Linked DNA regions of Mus musculus: region 1 is linked to region 2. Evidence: chromatin contacts called from public Hi-C data. All regions are on one chromosome and are shown on one strand. Each heading gives the region's core, a stretch centred on a gene start, on an enhancer-like site or on the middle of the called end of the contact. The rest is flanking DNA. Distances are from core to core; before and after follow the strand shown.

What was found. A called contact is a pair of places that touch in the nucleus more often than the background predicts.
Region 1: a Hi-C map of cumulus cells shows a contact between it and region 2, with 1.7 times the contacts expected there. The contact joins two enhancer-like sites. A contact is called at or near these places in 12 of 484 Hi-C or Micro-C datasets (B cells, the HL-1 cell line, the HPC-7 cell line and 9 more) and 2 of 115 datasets of contacts at active chromatin or transcription factors (CD8 T cells and embryonic stem cells).

Annotation. Positions count from the first base shown.
Region 1 is chr13:35,868,719-35,872,264 of GRCm38.p6, forward strand. It overlaps Cdyl (chromodomain protein, Y chromosome-like), which reads left to right. Exons shown (of 10, transcript NM_009881.3): 9 at 2,860-3,003. Among named protein-coding and RNA genes, the nearest start is that of Rpp40, 36 kb to the right of the region's middle. Within about 2 kb of position 2,078, at least 37 of the 459 cell types and tissues checked have an H3K27ac peak or open chromatin away from gene starts, as enhancers often do. A contact at or near this core is called in Sertoli cells and granulosa cells, where this site is marked.
Region 2 is chr13:35,816,041-35,819,616 of GRCm38.p6, forward strand. It overlaps Cdyl (chromodomain protein, Y chromosome-like), which reads left to right. Exons shown (of 10, transcript NM_009881.3): 5 at 1-535. Among named protein-coding and RNA genes, the nearest start is that of Rpp40, 89 kb to the right of the region's middle. Within about 2 kb of position 1,816, at least 37 of the 459 cell types and tissues checked have an H3K27ac peak or open chromatin away from gene starts, as enhancers often do. A contact at or near this core is called in Sertoli cells and granulosa cells, where this site is marked.

The DNA of each region.
Region 1 (3,546 bases), core at 828-3,327, 53 kb after region 2:
CCATGTCCTCCAGCACAGGACCCTCCCCAAACACTCACTGAGTCCAGGATGTCCCCAGAATCTGGTGAACCTCTGCTTTAGAGCCTGCCACACACAGTGTAGCTTCCCACCTTGTGAGCAGAGTGTTTGACTAAAGCCTATGCAGCGAGTGACTGACCGAGTGACTGGCCGCTGTTGAGGTGGCTTGTATTGTGGCTGCTAAAAGCATCTACTTCCTTTGGTGGCGTTTTGGTGTGTGTGAATTTGGGTGGGACAAGTTTGGTTTTCCCTACTTGGGGTATAGAGAGTTTACTGAAGGCATACCAACTGTCAGGAGAAAGCAAGCTGTGTGAGCCTTCCTCAGTGTGTCCCACAGGGGCCAGACACTGGCTTGCTTAGCTGCTCGTGGGTAGTCTACCCTCCCTGCACCCCGCAGCAGACATCCATAGAGTACCTACTGTGCACCATACACCTTGACATTGTCCCATTTCAAGAATCCACACACCTGTGTGCACAGGAGACATTCGGGGCCAGTACAGTAGACGACACTTTGGTAGCCTTTGCTAAGGGGAACAGAAAGGATAACCCAGGCTTAACCAGTGGCCATCGTGGGTGTGGGTGTGTGTGTGTATGTGCGTACAGGAAGGTTTGCCAAGCCAGGGACTGATTTCAAACTCCACATTCACCCACAAGAGCTGTCATCTTGAAACAGTGTGATCTGCCCATCTTCCTCCCTACACTTTTAAAACTTCTCATCTTAAGACCACGGCAGATTGGCAAGGTAGGGCTCTGTCTATTTAGTCTGCCCAAGGAAATGGTTTTTGTTGTTGTTGTTGTTGTTGTTGTTGGTTTTTAATGGGTATTTATTTGTTGGTGGTGGTTGGATTCCTTGGTTCTTCAAGACTTTGTCTTAAATGGACTCACTGCCTGTTTAAGTGGAATACATTAGCAGCCTTGAATCAGCCCTGTCTCTTACACTCTTAGATAAAATTTAAAATTCCTTTCATTGTCCTACACATTCCAACCCTGTGAAATGGGAGGGGAAAACACAAACCATACAAGACTGTCTAATAACAAATGTTTGTGGAGCCAGGCAGACCAGGAGACGGGAGATGAGCTGCCAGGACAAAATGTAGGCCAGAGCAGAGACAGTTGTGATTGGTCCAAACAGGCAACACAAGGAAGAGGTTGACACAGGAAGAAAGCGGTACTGAGAGCTGGGAGCTGCCATCCAGAGGTCAGGAAGTGGGGTGTGTTAGGAGGCTGGAGCAGGAGTCCGAGTTAAGTGCTGGTCTGGGTCTCAAAAGTGGAGAAGAAGGCCAGGTGGTGGTGGCGCACGCCTTTAATCCCAGCACCCGGGAGGCAGAGGCAGGCCTGGTCTACAAAGTGAGTTCCAGGACAGCCAGGGATACACAGAGAAACCCTGTCACGAAAAACAAAACAAAACAAAGTGGGGAAGAAGGAATGATTGGAGGAGACCACAGGAGAGCCCAGGAAGAAATGCTCAGACAGCCTTGCTGGGCCTGCTGGCAGGTTCATTGGTATCTGCTGTCCTGAGGACACACTTAACTGAATGAGTGAGTGGTGGTGACATCACTAAAGAAGTGCAGTCTGGGAAAGAGCATCCCAGGTACTCGGGAACTCTTGAGAGGGGAAGGAGGGCTGGGCTCTCCTCATCCTTTCTCATCTCCCTGGAGTATTCCTGTGGAGAAACGATCTTAACTACCATAATAAGGCCACATCCGGGTTTTATACATGTTATAGATGGTCTTTTCACTGAGAGGCCGTCCATTTAGAGAACAATCCAGGCTTCTGAGCTTGTGCAAGACTAAGCTCAGACTGCCTGCTAGCTACTCTTTAGATGATAAACTCAAAACCTTGCAAACTGTTCTTGTCTGTGTGCGTGTGTGCGCGCGCACACACACACACACAGCCCTGTATACACTGTCTGCCTTGGTAAAGGGCATCTAGTCAGCTGCCACACTTGGTCTCCAACGTGTACTGTTTGCTCTGTGCAAGACTCAGATCCTCGGTGTGATCCGACGGTTGTTTGGTCACTGCGGTGTCTCTCCATGGCTGAGAAGCACATGCTCAGGACCACGGGCTCTCGGCAGGATTTATCTGTGCAAGGCAAGCCACAATCAGGTCACGGGCATGTCAGCTACTCTTACAGTCTGTCTTAGCCTGCCTCCCCTGCCATTTAGTGATAGGACATCTGTACACCTTATGCCAGGGCTTGAGCTTAGCCCTGAATCCAATAGATACCTCTGTCATTTTTTAAAAGCAAAGTTATATTAGTTTTATCCAGTCAATCTTAAGGTAACTGAGACCCTCTTAAAATGGACATCCTTAACAGAACCACACCTAGTTCCTTCTGGATAGTCACTCTCTGACAAATGACAAATGTGTGGCTTCTGAGGTGTGACCCAGTCAGCAGTGACATGCCACTATCTTTACAACATTTGTGGAAAATACATAGTTTTATGTTGGGTTCAGTTCCTTTAGAACACAAATTACCTACTCTTATTAATGGAGTTTCCTTGGGTGGGAAGAAGAAATTCGTATGTAGGGGAAGTTACACCAGCAACCTCAGACTTAACCACAAAACAGTCTCGAATCTGGATTTCAGCCAAGTCCATGCGAACCTGAATCACATCATGACTTTTTGTTTTGTTTTGTTTTAACTGGCCCATGGTGTTACTCTTGGCACCCACCCACTTGGTCATGGTTTGTCCATGGTCTGTGACCACTAGAGGATATGAGGTAGACCCCCTCAGAACTCCATCCTCAGCTTGTGTCTCTGAGGATTGGGGTTCCAAGACATCATCTCCACCCATCCCCTCTGGTGTCTCACAGCATGTCAACTCTTTTTCCTTTTAGGCGAATGAAATGCTGTTCAGTGGGCGGAAGTTGACGGCACAGGAGGCCTGTGGCAAGGGTCTGGTCTCCCAGGTGTTTTGGCCAGGAACCTTCACACAGGAAGTCATGGTTCGAATCAAGGAGCTGGCTTCATGTAACCCAGTTGTACGTTACAGTATCTTGTCTTATTTTGTTTTCTTTTGTTTCTTTAATAATGAATGAAAAGCTTTTCCTCCACAGAGATTAAGTTAGACTGGCAGCGTGTTCCAATGTGTTCCCCTAGTCTTCCTTGTCCTGTGCACGGGTGCCACCACCAGTGCTAACCATTTACTGGCTGCAAAGTCCTTTGGTGCAGTCACGTGCTTAGGTACCCATAGGTGGAGGCCAGGGTTTTCAGTGACTGGGTTCCATGCCATCCCACAGCAGTAGTGGTGTGTCAGGGCTGGTCCAGTGGTGGGTGTGGGTCTGAGTAACAAACCATCTCAAACAAATAGCTTGGGCTGTTTCAAGTTTGAGTAGCACTGTTAAATATCCTGACAGCCCTCTGTATCCACCACGCATCCCTCCATGGAGATCAGAATCCACAAGCACTGAAATCCCTTACACAACATGGCCTGCTGTAGTCTGCGTGTACCTCTGCATACACTTGAGGTCACCTCTGTAGGTGACTTCTGGTGGCTGTCGCGGTGCAGCACTGTGAGTAAAGGC
Region 2 (3,576 bases), core at 566-3,065:
CATGACTTCAACCGGCGCCACAACGAGAGGCAAAAGGAAGGTAGCCTGGCTCGTGCCAGCAGAGCCTCCCCCAGCAACGCCCGGAAGCAGATTTCCAGGTCCACCCACAGCACTCTCTCCAAGACCAACTCCAAAGCACTTGTGGTAGGCAAAGATCATGAGTCCAAAAGCAGCCAGCTGTTGGCTGCCAGCCAGAAGTTCAGGAAAAACCCAGCCCCATCTCTTGCAAACCGCAAGAACATGGACCTCGCCAAGTCAGGGATCAAAATTCTCGTGCCTAAGAGCCCCGTTAAGGGCAGGACCTCGGTTGATGGCTTTCAGGGGGAGAGCCCCGAGAAGCTGGACCCTGTGGATCAGGGTGCCGAGGACACTGTAGCCCCAGAGGTGACTGCAGAGAAGCCCACTGGGGCTTTGCTGGGCCCTGGTGCGGAGCGAGCCAGGATGGGGAGCAGGCCCCGAATACATCCACTAGTGCCTCAGGTTTCTGGCCCCGTGACTGCTGCCATGGCCACAGGCTTAGCTGTTAATGGAAAAGGTGAGTGTCCACAGGAGTGTGAAAGGCTTTGTTCACATGCTGGGCAGTGATGCTAGAGGGATCCTCTAGAAGGGTCCTCAAAGCCTGGGGTGGGGGTGGGGTGGGTCCCAGGCCTTTGGGAGGTCTTGATGTTTTTCTTTCTTCAAAGCCCTTGTTACTCATCACAAATCAGCACTGGCTCTTCCTGCACCCATGGCTGTGCCACACTGCACCGCTCTGTACAGGCTCTCTCCCTAAACAGTCTGGTGGTATTTTTATAGCAGGTTTTATGACGCCATCTACATCTCTTACACACAGCTTGGTTAAGAACCTACCTGCGGTTTCTCACATGGCCAGCATGGATTAAAACACCATACCCTTTATTTTGCTTGCCCATGTGAATCAACAGAAATGCTTCCAGTGAAGGGTGTCTCTAGGAGTTTGGTCTGTTTCTCGATGTCACACCTGTCACATCTGTTGCATCTTGTTTGGGAGTAGAAGCTTGCTCAGCCGGGTGCTGTCTGTCACCATCTTCTTGCTTCTCAGTAGCCATGACCTGCCCATCTCCTAAGATGGCCTTCCAGGGGCCTTTCCCCTTTCCTCTTGCTCATCACACTTTAATGCTTGCCTGTTTTTCATACTTCTCTCATTCAGACCCCACTGGCCATGCTGGTCTTTCACAGTCTTGATCCTGTCTTCTTGCCACTGCTAGTTTTAGATTTTATTCTGTATAAGAGACTTCCAGTGAAACCCAGAGCCACATGCTAACCATACAGGGGCTGTATTGAGTCACACTCCCAGCAGCTAACTCTACAGTAGCTTTCCATAGCTCTCCTGCTACCTGCCTTCTGACATCTCCCATCCTTTTCATTCATATAATGGACAGAGTGGTATCCTCTGACCAAGCTAGTGAGCTCACCTCCTTAAGCAGCAGGAACACTTCTGGGTACCCTTGGGCCCCTGCCCCAACCTGTGCGGGCATCATGACAGCATACCCTGAGCTGTGGTTCTCGTCTGCCCCCTGAGCTTCACTTGGATCTCAGGCTCTACCTCCTGAACCCCTTCCCTTCCTGGCCCTCTTACAGTGTGTCCTCACAGCTCGAACCTCATAGATAGTCTATGGGCTTCTTGGGGAGCCACTTAGCCCCACAGGAAAGAATCACATTAGCATTGTTAGCAATCCTGCCGTGGTATGTGCAACAAGTTTTCCTCTTGGCCTTGACCCGTGTATGCTACCTCAGCTAGCTAGTAACTGAAACCTGATGTCTTGCCAGCATTTCCCAGATATACACTAGACACAAGGTCCTGCTGACATTCCATGGCCATGAGGGTCATAGACATTCAGAGGCAGAGAATACTATTAATCATCTGCTAGTGAGCTCTTGTTTCCCAAGTCCAGAGAAAATGAAAGTTTGTAGAAAGAGCCACAGACACAGAAGGAATCAAAACAAATGTCTCCATTCATTTCCTGTGTTCTCCCCATGGTGCCTCTACTAGTTGAGGGGCATCTGTTTCTGTATTGATGACTTTATGGACATAGACAAGCACTAGTACAGTGGCTGGCAAAGGACAGCCTATAAGGCAGATACCACTCACCACCTGGTTTTGTATGGCATGCAAGCTAAGAGTGAGCTTCACTTTTTCCTAATGACAAGAGGACTGTTCATGTGGAAATAGAATTGTGTGTCTGTGTAAAGTCTGGCTAGAACACAGTTGTGTTCATCTGTGTATGAACTACCCATGTGCTTGTGTCTGCTACAGGGACAGCTGAGTCCTGACAATGCCTGTGTGACTCTTAATTTTACTAGTCCCTGCAACAGGAAGTCACCATTTTTAGGCGTTTATAAACTACCAAGTAGACCGTAAAGGCTTCCAAAGGCCAGCGATCCTCGTTTATCATTCTCAGTAGTTTCTATGTGTTCTGTTCATGGGAGGGAACATATGACATTCAAACCTTGGACTCAGCAAAGGTGAGACTCCAAGTGTACTACTCTAAACCCAGGAGGCCAGCTTTGGTAGATTGCCATGTCAACACATGCTCCCTCATGCCCCAGCGTGAACTGTGCCCCTCTTAAGTTTCCACAGTCTGCAAAACCCACCCTCAGCCAAACCCTCAGATTCTTGTGTAAGAAGAGTACTGGCTCCAGTTTGGGGAATTTGATGGCTTCCCACTTTTACAAAGTTCCTACACTGCTGCAAAGGGTATACGGGCCTAAGAGCTTCAGCTTCTAGTCCTGCTGTGGAGCTCGGATGGTTGTGAAGTATCCCAGCCTGTCTTCTTCACAGTTCATGCTTGCCTTAATGCTTGTTAATCGACCCTGTGCTGGAATACTGATGAGAACAGTCTACACTGAGGGGGTGAATAGAAGCCACTTGAGGATATTTTTAGGATAATAGGAACTGATTCCTTCCAGCCTATGTCGAGTCTAGACTTGCAGATTTATAAGAGTGAGTACCACTGGCGAGTCCTTTCTGAGCAAGTAAGGACTGATACAAAAGCAGCAGAACAAGACTCAGGTAGACCAGTACTCCCTCCTGAGGCAGCGAGAGGTTTTTCTACTACACTATCATGGAAGGCAGTGGGGACAGAGGAGAGACTGTGGTCAGAGCCGTGCCTGCCATGGACTGCTTCTTGAGAAAAGCTTACGGTGGGCTCCTGTAGAACACATGCTCATGAAGGGTAAGGACTTGAAGAGGCCTTTCTGGCCTAGGAGAGGATAGGACAGGCCTTCTACACATTGTCTCTTCTCAGTGAAACACAAGACTGAAGCTCTGTTGGTCCACATGCATAGATTTTTTTTTTAAAGCAGTTGTTTGTTTTTGCTTTCCAGATTCATTTTAGAGCTGTGTAAGAAAACGGGTTTGTTTATCTAAAACTAATTGAAGCAGGTACTGGTAGAATCATTGGGAAATGAAGTATCTTTCTGTTCAAAACATTAATCATATGTTCAAGGGCTGTATTTACCACTGAAAACAGATTAGATTTAGTGTATCACCACCGAATCAGAATGAATGCATTGGGCCATTTTAATACACTGATATAATACTTTCATAGAATAACC